Linked DNA regions of Mus musculus: region 2 is linked to region 1. Evidence: chromatin contacts called from public Hi-C data. All regions are on one chromosome and are shown on one strand. The core of a region is the stretch at or near the end of the contact, and the rest is flanking DNA. Distances in the headings are between cores, read along the strand shown. Region 1 has its middle 18 kb from the start of Loxl1. Region 2 has its middle 15 kb from the start of 4930461G14Rik.

The links. A called contact is a pair of places that touch in the nucleus more often than the background predicts.
Region 2: a Hi-C map of cortical neurons shows a contact between it and region 1, with 3 times the contacts expected there. The contact joins two enhancer-like sites. A contact is called at or near these places in 6 of 484 Hi-C or Micro-C datasets (cerebral cortex, cortical neurons, embryonic stem cells and 2 more) and 4 of 115 datasets of contacts at active chromatin or transcription factors (SST interneurons, astrocytes, embryonic stem cells and 1 more).

Annotation. Positions count from the first base shown.
Region 1 is chr9:58,327,979-58,333,819 of GRCm38.p6, forward strand. No RefSeq gene overlaps it. Among named protein-coding and RNA genes, the nearest start is that of Loxl1, 18 kb to the left of the region's middle. Within about 2 kb of position 2,518, at least 22 of the 459 cell types and tissues checked have an H3K27ac peak or open chromatin away from gene starts, as enhancers often do. A contact at or near this core is called in cerebral cortex, cortical neurons and forebrain, where this site is marked.
Region 2 is chr9:58,437,685-58,443,525 of GRCm38.p6, forward strand. No RefSeq gene overlaps it. Among named protein-coding and RNA genes, the nearest start is that of 4930461G14Rik, 15 kb to the right of the region's middle. Within about 2 kb of position 2,592, at least 93 of the 459 cell types and tissues checked have an H3K27ac peak or open chromatin away from gene starts, as enhancers often do. A contact at or near this core is called in cerebral cortex, cortical neurons and forebrain, where this site is marked.

The DNA of each region.
Region 1 (5,841 bases), core at 1,268-3,767:
TGTGTGTGTGTGTGAGTGTGTGTGTGTGTGTTAAGCATATGTGCAGATATGTTTGCTCTTCTGTACAATCTTCCTTTTTTAATAAAATTTTATGTCTTTTTTTCAGCTATGGAGAGATGGATCAGCAGGTAAGAGCACTTGCTGCTCTTGCAGAGGACTCAGGTTCAGTTCCTAGCAGGGCATGGGTGGTTTACAACTTCAGAGAATTCAGTGCCTTCTTCTGATTTCCCAAGGCAGCAGGCACACATGCAGTGCACTTGCATGCAGTCAACACACACACACACACATACAATGAAAATAAATAATTCTTAAAAAAAATAATCTTATGATCCTTCCACCCCAAACACAGGGGCTGTGCAGAATCACACCCACCTAGGCGATCTTTCCAGTTATCCGGTTGTATTTTAACTAAAGGACAGAGGACAGCGCTACACAGCACCAGGTGACTCTGACATACAAGACATCCATCCTCAACTCTTCATCTGCTCAAGCCTGTGTGTCTGTTTGGAGGTGTGTGTGTGTGTGTGTGTGTGTGTGTGTGTGTGTGTGTGTGTGTGTGTGTGAAAATGTCCCCTGTTCCTCTTCACTTCATCTAAGAACTACTTCCAAATACCATCCCCAGCTAATGGCTTAAGCTTGGAAGGTGGCAGGGGTCAACTTAACAAGGCACCTTACCTGTTAACAGGGCCACTTTCAGGTGCCCAGTGTCCCAAATTGCCAGGCTGTTCCCTTCCCCAGGTACAGTCCCTCTAGAATCATGCCCCACTCTTTCAGGGAAGGAGGAAGATGGTATCTGGAAGGAACCTGTTTCTGGGATGGTCTGGAGTGGTCATGAGTGGAGCATGTCTTCAGCCAGGGCTATAGTGATGTATCAGCCACGTGGGTCCCACTCTCAGACTCCCCAGTCAGCTCCTTCAAAATACAGAGCCCATTCCCCAAAGGGATTGCCAGATGATGTGCTACCATCTGGCCTCTTACCTCAGGGACAGTCATTATGCCAGCATCTCACCTATTACTCATGACACAGTTCTGTCTCAGAAACTGGCACCATGACTCTATACTAAAGAACAATGGTAGATGCATTCCAGTACAGGCCTTGCATATCTTGCAGAATCTTGGCAGTCCTGGCATGGGTGGGCTTTGAGGTTTCAAAAGCTCACACACAGGCCAATGTGTCCCCTCCCTCCCTCCCTCCCTCCCTCCCCCTTCTTTCTCTCTCTCTCTCTCTCTCTCTCTTTCTCTGCCTTCACATCACAGCTCTCAGGTATCGCTCCAGCATGCCTGCTGTCACGTTCCCTGCCATGATGATAATGAACTGAACCTCTGAAAGTGTAAGGCAGCCCCAATTAAACATTTTCCTCTAAAAGAGTTGCCATTGTCATGGTGTCTCTTCATAGCAATAGAACAGTGACTAAGGCAGTGCCTGTGACACTGGTAGGAAATCAACAGGAGACTTGGGGGTTGAAAGGGGACTGTCACAGTAGTTTAAGGTGACAGCAGAGTTGGGGGGTGCAGCCACAATGTCAGATGTCATCAGGACCCCCATCACTCAGCAAGAAAGACCAGGAAAACTGAGCACATCCTGTCAGCTTCTGGATTTTGTTTCTTGCTGCCTTTCTTTACTCATCCACAGACAGACCACTGGCCGTTTCCAAGTAACTTCTAAGTCCTGCCAAGGAAAAGAAGTGCCTCTTCATGATCACCTTCTGGTCAAGCCTGGGCTAGGTGCACAGGTGCAGGTGAGCAGCACAGCTCAGGCAGCAGCCTCAACTGAGAGCAAGAGGGAAGCCCCACAGAGAAGCCAGGTTAGCTAGTCACGACTGGTGCTCCCAGCAGAACTCTATCAGTGACACTTTGGTCTTCTGCAGAGATGTGACACTGTCCACCCTACCTGTCACTCACCTCCCAGGGTGTCACGGCACCTGCACGGCCTGGGACAAAGCTCTACCCTTCTTCTTGTGTGAAGCCCATGGCCAAGACCATGACCTTAATCATATCCTCACTTCCGGTAGAACAGCTGTGTGACTGTTATTTTACACTCATGGCAACTACATGTTTCCTGATCATTGCAGATGAAGCCACAGTTAGGAAGCCAATGGTGGGCAGTGAGGGCGCCATCCCTCTGTCTGTCCAGCTCCTTGCTCACGCTTCATCAGGACTGACAGTCTGGCCAGGCGTTGGCTTTTCTGGAAGAAGTAAAAAGGTGCCCCGCTCAGGGCACAACTCCGTTTGGGGATTTGCAGCCAGAGATGCTTCCAGAAGTGCATGCCACACTGCCCAGTATGCCACCCAGAAGTCTCAGGAGTCGAGAGCTGTAAGTGGATCTTAATCCTGGCAACTTTAGCAGCAGAACGTTGCCAGGTTCTCGTCTCTTCTCTCTTCACAACTTACCTCCTTTCTGCTTTCATTTCCTACCCTAGTTGCAGTCTTAGTTCTTTCTCCCCAAGGCTGATGCAGGCTGCAGGCAACACTGTCGTCAGCAGAGGACGCCAAAGCCTTTTTACACACCAGAGCCCAAGCCTGGCTCAGGGCTGAAGAGTAGGAGCCAGGCAAAGGCTCTGTGTTTCAGGCAGCCACACTAGGGCTCTCTGTGTGCTGCATGAGGGTCTGCCTCCATGCTTTTAGGCTTCTGTCATCCAGTGGGGGTGGTACACTTGCACACAAAGCCAGCCAATGTGCATGTATTCATGCACATGTGCGTGGTTTCCTTTGTCCTTTTGCACTTGTTTGTGTCTCTGTAAGTCCACCTAGATTGTCAGTGGCCTCATTTGTATCCATCCTGGCATGCTCAGGTATGATGAGTCCGTGTGCTGTTTTGTGTGTCTGGATGTACCTGGGCCTCTGAATCTGTGAATATCTGGGAATGCTTGTATGTGAGTTGGCATGGTGGGTGTTTGTATGTTGCATGTTCCAACTACCTATCTCTGATGCTTGGCTTCATATGTGTGTGGGTGGTAGGGAGAGAGTAGCAGTGAGGGGGTGGTAATCTGGTTCCCCAGGAAGCACATATGACAGCTACATAGTGTCAAAGAGGAAAGTCAGGGACAGATAGTATGTGTAGACCTGATCGCCAATCTCACTGAGGCCACCTTAGCCAGCCTAATTCTAGATTCTAAGCAATTGTGGGGCAGGCAAGAATGGCTTTCCATAAAGGCAAGGGAACAAACAACTGCTCATCCCTGCCCAAGGCTCGGCTAGAAGCTCTGTATCTATTATCGTGATCGACCATCCTAACAACCTTATGAACCCCACCATGCAGATGAAGACAATAAAACTCAGGGAAACCTGAGAGCTTGCCTAAGGTTGACCAGCTAGGACATAGAAAAGCCAAAACTCAAACTCTAGTCTCTGGTTCCAAAGTCCATGCGGGTTTCCCACTCTGGAAAGCTGCCCTTTCAAGATGTGCTTTCTCCACCCCAGCAAAGATGGCCTGAGTTCAGCTCAGAGCATTCCAGAAGCAGCAGCTGCTTGTGGCTAGAATGACTGAACTGAGAAATTAATGTTGATGGACAGTTCCTCGGAGTGAAAGAATAAGGGACTATATTTAGCTGTTTGCTGCGGGCTAGTTAGCTGGTAGGGAGAGAGGGGAACAGAGAGAGAGAGAGAGAGAGGGAGAGAGAGAGAGAGAAAGAGAGACAAGAGAGAGAGACAGAGACAGAGACAGAGAGAGATAAAAAGGAGGAGATAGATAGATAGATAGATAGATAGATAGATAGATAGATAGATAGGCAGGCAGGCAGATAGGCAGGCAGGCAGACAGACAGACAGACAGGAGAAGGGAAGAGAGAGGGAATGAGACCCAGTTGTCTGCTGCCTGGCTCAGTGGTTGAGGCCCTAGCTCCCAGAGTTCTGTCTGCTGCCAGCTCTGCCTGGAACAACAATAATGGTCTGGGACTTTTGATGAGGGACATACCTGCTCATGTCACCAGGCTAGTGAGACAGGTGAGCCTCTTCCAGGTCTGAAGTTCTCTTCTCTACATGGCTGACATTGGTGTGTGATGGGCCCTGTGCTGTGACCCTGTAGGCTAACACAGCCGGAACACAAGGAACAATTTCTCAGCACTACAAGCATACTCTTAAGGAGGCTCATGGTTAAATTTGTTTCTTCCCACCTCACATGTGGAAAGCACATGTGAAAGCTCTAATCAACTGGGTTTCATTGGCCCAATCAAGAACTTACCTGGGAAACAGAGAACCCAGGGCAGCCTCTCTCCCATTGAGCTTTGTGGTTCCCCCCAAACCTAGTCCTTTCCTCCTCAGTGAACTTGGTCTCTCCACATATAACTTGTGAAGCTGGTCCCTCCTCCTGCTTTCCAAGTCACCACTTCTCTTACTTCCACAGTCTGCCCACTAGAAGACGTGAAGGAGGAGACCAACAACTTTGGCTGGGTACTGGAGGACCTAAAATCCTTCTTGGATATTTTTCTTTTTCTTTTTTTTTTTTTTTTTTACATTTTTTTAAAAAATTTTTTATTAGGTATTTAGCTCATTTACATTTCCAATGCTATACCAAAAGTCCCCCATACCCACCCACCCCCACTCCCCTACCCACCCACTCCCCCTTTTTGGCCCTGGCGTTCCCCTGTACTGGGGCATATAAATTTTGCGTGTCCAATGGGCCTCTCTTTCCAGTGATGGCCGACTAGGCCATCTTTTGATACATATGCAGCTAGAGTCAAGAGCTCCGGGGTACTGGTTAGTTCATAATGTTGTTCCACCTATAGGGTTGCAGATCCCTTTAGCTCCTTGGGTACTTTCTCTAGCTCCTCCATTGGGAGCCCTGTGATCCATCCATTAGCTGACTGTGAGCATCCACTTCTGTGTTTGCTAGGCCCCGGCATAGTCTCACAAGAGACAGCTACATCTGGGTTGGATATTTTTCTCTAGCATATCTTTCCACCCTTTACCTGGGTCTCCTGTCTTCAGGTTCCTCCTCTTGTTACAGGGAATTTGAGTAAAGAGGGCAGCTGCTACAGTGTGCAAGAGACACATGGATAGTTACAGGAAAAGAGGTAGTGTCTAAGGGAGAAATATAGAGGAGCTGGGAGGTGTGTGAGACCTGGCTTATGCCCCCTGGCTCTTAGAGAGCCAGGGCAGGGACTGCATAACTTTTTGAGGGTCATTTACATAGCACCCACCCAGTGAGTTCATGGGCTTTTTGAGCGTGCTGCCTTGGTGGAATCAAGCCCAGATAGGCTAAGCTCGCTGTTTCTCCTTCCATATGTCACCTCTAGAATCTCCTTCTCTGCATCAGTTTGAAACATTAATAGTAAATTCAAAATCACCAATAATGCATCTGTGTGTGTGGTGGCTTGAATGAGAATGGCCCTGATAAACATCTATTTATTTAAACATTTGGTCTCTCTTTAGTTAGTTAGTGGAACTGTTTGGGAAGGATTGGGGGTATGGCCTTGTTGGAAGTTCATCACAGGGGTGGACTTGCTAGTCCCAGTATCTGTCTGTCTGTCTGTCTGTCTGTCTCTGTCTCTGTCTGTCTGTCTCTGTCTGTCTCTCTTTCTCTCTCTCTCCTGCCCGCAGATCAGGATGTAAAGCTCTCAGCTACTGCTCTAGCACCATCCCTGCCTGCTGCCACACTTCCCTCCAAGATGATCATGAACTCACCCTCTGAAACTGTAAGCAAGCCTCCAATGAAATGATTTCTTTTTATAAGAGTTGCCTTGATTATGGTATCTTTTCACAGCAACAGAACAGTAAGTGTCACATTAATGAAACAAATCAAAACACATTCCCTTATGCCATTTAAAATTCAAATATGGTAATCCCATATTTGAATTTTTTTTATCCTCTCCCTTGTCTTTTGTCCTCTTCTGTTTGTTTGTC
Region 2 (5,841 bases), core at 1,342-3,841, 110 kb after region 1:
AATTCGCTTCCCATGTAGCCTGCCTACTGGGAGAGATGCTCATCTGCCAAGACAAACATCCGCTGCACTTGAGTAGCATCTTATTATAAATTAATAAATTGGCATCGGGTGCGTATATAAATATCAGTCCCCGTGAGCTCGGAACATGCGTCTGCCACAGGAAGATGAATCTGCTTAGCACTCAGCTCACACAGCAGCTTCCCGAGTCTCCGAGTCTAGCAGCCAGGCCCTCTGTACTTTCTCTAGGTTGATGCTGTCTTTAAAGGCCTCCAGGCTGCCTGCTGGCCAACTCTCACTGCCTCTACTGCCCAGCTCGCTGTGATGCAGGGTGGACTAGCCTGGTGCCCAGGTGTGGATAGAGGAGTCAGAGGTGGGTAGGAAAATAAATGAGGAGGTGATGGTGGGTGGCTGGGATGGGTGAGCATAATCAGTACGTCTGTGCCCACTGGTTAGAGTACTTTTGGTGGCCACAACAGGTGACAAGATAGCCACATATGTCCTGAAGGTAGAAGAAAGAGTTAAGAGCTCGAACATAGTAAGGGCCCGATACATTCCAGCTCTAAGGCATAGCACCAGCTCTGACTCACTTTTCTCCCTTTCTTACTGCTTTCAGGACCTCATGTTCATGTGTTTGACCCTCACAGGCCTGACTCAGGCCCTCCCTGACTCAGTTATTAATTAAAACACAATTCTCTGTGTTCTGGCCTTCCAGGAGCATTTGGGCATATACTCTCAAGCCAGGGAGCCTCCAGCCTTTATTGATCATCAATGCTAAATGTTTTGCCCCAGATCCCACTTACAGGTCCAGAGCTCTGCACAAGAGAAATCTCCCTCTCGTTTAGGCTTCCAGAATGGAGTCCCATTCCACTGCTAACCTTCACCCATCTCTGCTACTTTCTTAACAGTGCAGTCTCCATCAGTGCCTCTGACCTCCTGCAAGTCAGGCTAATGGCTCGTTATTCTTGGATCGTTGAGTCCTTTCTTCTAAGAAGCCCTCCCTGATCGTCACCAGTGGAGACCACTTACTTATGGGATGTTATAGCTCTGCACCTATGGCTCATCATTACACACAGAGGTGTGTGTGTGTGTGTGTGTGTGTGTGTGTGTGTGTGTGTGTGTGTGTGTTGGGGGCTGCTCCAAGGCCTCCCCACCTCCCTTTCCTCTCCTCCTGGAGTTGAGACAAACTGAGCCTCTATAGGTGCTGAGCAGCAACTAGCAGGGCTGATTGCTCCATCTTAAATGAGGACTCGCTTAATTTTCCCAGCACAGCTTCCACGGGCGGATGCGCTGAGGGAACGCGGCAGGCCCGTTGGAGGAGGCAAACCGCTAGAAAATAAACACCCAGCCCAGCTATTATTACTTTTTGTTGTTGTTCATTTATCCCCTGCTTGGCTTCTGATAGGCTCCAGGATGGCTAAATAAAGCCAGGAATCGACTCCCCTCTCTTCAGCACGCCATCTTCGGCGAGGGAGAGCTCGGTCTGCGGCATAAATTAGCGGAAGCCGGAGTGTAAAAATATGATTCTGCGAACAAACAAAAGCCTCCAGTCATGAGACCCGCGGTGGCTGAGCCGTTCCCACTGCCGTCAGCTCTGTTTCCAAGCAATTAAAAGGCAGAGGGAGGAGAGAGATCAGCAGGCCTCTGGTGGGCAGGGGGGAGGTGGGTAGCAGCCGGCACATCCCCTGAGCCCCCACTGCCACCCAGGAGCACCTCTACGCTGGTGCCAGTGAGCCGATAAATGAGAGAGTTCTCTGTCTGCCCCCAAGGTGCTGAGGCACCTCCAGGATTGGTTCTGTTCTTTTTGCCTCAGTTTCTTCATCTTTACAATAAGCATAATAGCAGCATGCAGTGGCTCACGTCTGTCACCCCAGCACTAGGAGAAGCAGAAGTAAGAGGATCACCTCCTGACTGAGGCCAGCCTGGTCTACATCGTGAGTACCAAGCAAGCTTGGACAACACGGAGAGTCGGTACAAGTATATACATACATACAGGCAAACCCCCATATGTATAAAATAAAAATAAAGTAAAACTCAGGGCTGCTAGCCCTAGCCCAGGGTCACTGCATCAATCAATCAAGCCCATATGCAGAACGAGAAGCACAGCTACCTGGTATCACTTATATCCAGAGAGCTCTTTGGTGAATGAAACCAGACAACTAAGATCCACTGAGCCGTGAGTTGAGCTGGTGGACCAGTGTACTGCTGACCTGGGTCTGGTTTGTCCGGGTAATCCCCTCAATGACAGAGGCTCCCAGTTCAGCAGCTGCCAGCACCGTTCGGGTTAACGTGGATCTCATCAACTCTCTGTCCTTTTACACAAAGGGATTTAGGAACCATGATGAATGCCCCTTGCTGGACCCTGGGGAACTGTGGGGATGGAGTGTAAGACATGACCTCTGACTCCAAAGAGTTCCAGCCTGGTGCTGGCAGCACATCTGTGGACAACCTTCAGAATTGGATTTGGCTGAATAGTATTTCTTTAGCCTGGAATCCCAGATGAGAAAGTACAGAGCTGGCCCTGACCGTGCGTCAGCCTGGCGGACCATGCTCACTCTGTGCTACCAGTCCAGCTGGCTCTGAGGAGCCTCCTATGTGTGCCAGCAGACTGCAACAGAAGAAACAGGCTCCAGGTCCTCCTGCAGTGCACCAAGCCAGATGCAGTGTAACACGGTGCCTGTTGGGAAAGAATATGGAGAAGAAAGCAGGCAGGGGAGGGCATGGTTTTCAATCAAACGCTCTACTGTTACATTCAAATACCCTTGATGTGACAGCCAGGGACATCCAGACTCAGAAAGGTCAAACAACTTGTCTGCGTCACAGAATGAAGGAGGAAGGAGCTAAGATTTGAGCCAAGGTATTTTCATGGAAGTGAGGATGGCTGCCTGGTGAATATGCTCCACATTATAGTTTAAGAGACAGACATCAATCAGGCAGGAGGCCAACAAGGAGACCAACAGAGGGAGGAGCCACCTTTACCATGGGCAGTAAGGGAAGCTTTGTGTAGGAGGCAGCAATCTTGGGGGCTGCTAAAGGAGGGGGTTCCTCCACCACCATCAGTGGTCTGTTGGGTCTGACAAAGGGCAGTGGAATTGGCTCTGTTCCTGCTTGCTCTCCACAGCCTGGAGCTGTGCAATGTTCTCTTAGCCAGTCCTTGCCTTCTGGCCAACAGCTTGGAAGCCATACAGGAATCAAAAGGCCCTTCCTATGTCAGTCCATGCCAGACCCATAGCCAGCTTAAAGCTGGGGCCATTCCCACCTGCCCAAGGAGCCTCTGGCCCCAAGCTCTGGGCATCAGCCTTTGGGCCCAGATCAAAGACTCTAGGGATCAGGGAAAGAGTCTGGCTGAAGAAATGTCCAGTGAGAAAATCTAATTTTTTTTCCAGTCACACAGTTGTAAACATAAACTAAAAGATGAATCTCTTCCTTTAGAGGAGACGATAAAAAACACAATGCAAGTTTATGGGGGAAATGTGTCTTTCTAGAGCAGGATATTTCCCTCAAACACATAGCAGGCGGCAACCACTTCAGTCTAGAGATAAGTGATCAATAGAAGGGGGAGCAGGAGACCCTGAATTTCACCAGCTAGAGACCTTGCTCAGCTAGAGACCAGGTAGCATAGCCCTTCTCAGTGTCTATCCAAACTGAAGACTTGGAGCTGTCTGAGGCTAGCCCAGAGCCTTGTATTCAACCTTGGACTGCCAAGGTCTGAGCTGGTGGTCATCACATGATAAGATTTTCAGTGCAGTTTCTCTGGGCATCTATGTGCCAACTTCCATGTTGGAGCCAAGGATACAGATGGATGGCACCTGATTGTCAGCCTTGAGGTGCCAGTCAGCCATCAGAAAAAGATGTCTGGGCATGTGATGCTGCCCATGAGCCAAATGATGAGAGTATAGTGGTGCCTTCTCTTTCCTTGTCTCCCAACCGGATTCCAAAGGACTCTGCCAGGATTAGTCACCGAAGCAGGGCCCAGAATTGGGTTGTAGGAATTACATGCAATTCCTGGCATGGTGGTGTACACCTGTAATCTCAGCCCAAGGGAGGTTGAAATAGGCATTCCAGGACAACCTGGAGGCCACATCTCACTGGAGGAAGGCAGAAAGAGGGGTTGTTGGACTTCCTCTCTTAGGAATTGTCTGTCTCCTCCCTAGACTGATTGAAGACTCAGTGAAACTTTGGGGAATAGAACTCAGCCCACTACCACAGCCTTGACCCCGGATGAGTCAGTCTCTCAGAGAGCCTCCTCATGCCTCAGAGTTTCCCTCATGCGGAGGAGCTGTGGCAATTAAATGAGGTCGTGTCTGGAAGGAGATCCAAGAAGAGAAACAGGAACCACTGTTTTGTATGAATTTTTTCTCTCTCTCTAAACAGACGGTTCCTTGAAGACAAGGATCTTTATTTTTTCCTGTCTCCCCCACAACACCAGCACAGCACTAGGGACCGAGGAAGCTCTTCCTGAAAACTCCTTGGATGACATCCTGGGGATTAACCTGGGCTTTGATCAAAAAAGCTTTGAGTGTCCTAGTGATGGGAGTCCTCTCTGAGTATGCCCTGGGCTGCAGTGAGCTGACCTGGTGCCATGTCTCCTGGCAGCAAGACAGGCTTGCCAAGTTTAGCGGGTGGAGGGCAGTCAGACAGAACCTGGGAGGTGGCAAGCATCCTCTATGCAGCTGAAAAATGCAGGGATGGCAGCGTTAGGGGCTTCCATTAGCCCAGGGCTCTGTTTAAATAACGGGGGAAAATTGGCTTCCTCTCTGAGTCCAACTGCATCTGGCATCTGGCAGCTCAAAGTGGAGTGACTCACGAGATCCTTACATCCAAGGAAGTGGGGGAAGAGGGAGAGAGGGAGGAGTCTTACAGAGGGAGGACTGGGAGCAGGCAAGTAGGGGGATGCAGCCACACTGCTCAGACAAAAGAATCACAGCCAGAGTGGAGAGCCAGAGGAGCCTGTGCCCAGGGGCTAGGACAGTGAGTTGCCCATGCTTTGGGCTCATTGACAGGACTGTTCACCTAGAGAGACGTGGGTTCCAGCAGCCCAGGCAGGAGCTGAAGTCAGTCCTTTTGCCTCTTAACAGTATCTCCCCAACTGACTCAAGGCTATTCTATGCATTGGAATCCAGACCTCTCAAGCTACCATAGAGCTGACTGGTGGTGGTTAGGGAGTCTGCCAGAGAGGCCCCAAGCAAGAAAGGTTATAGTCATCCTGTCCCTAGAGTGATGGCAACTTCTAGGGAAGGGAGGGATATTCAGCCGTGATCTGTTCCTAAGAGCCCTAAGAGTCAGAATAGTGACTATGCCTAGTAGCTTACTAAACTCTGCTTAGTAACCCAACTCTGCCTTCTGTTTGCTCATAAACTCCTTCCCTCATTCATGCAACAGAGACTCACCCACAGAGTGCTCCCCAGGAAAGCCATTCCTTTCCAAGTCCTCCTGCTTTTCCAGGCCCTGACCCTAGTCAGTTCCTTTCCTGACTGCAGCCATAGCCCCTGCCTCACCACCATCCCAGCCCCCACTCCACCTGCCCTGCAACTCCAGCAGATGTTCAAGCTGTTCTGCACGGGCTTCTGTTGTCGCTAGCTGTCAAGTCTTAGGTACTGGCACCTATGGTGAACCAGCTGTCTTAACCAAAAGTTTGCAAATGCATGTCTGAAAGAGGAAGGCAGACAGAGGGCTGCAGCAGGCCTTGCTTCTAGCAATTCGTATGGATGCTTCACCTCACCCCAGCCAGTAGCTAGGCTAGATCTTACCACCTCTGGACAGGTCATCCATCTATCCTTAGCCCCTTTCTGATTCAAATAGCTCCTTGTCCTGCCCACATCACTATGTGACCCAGGCTACCAC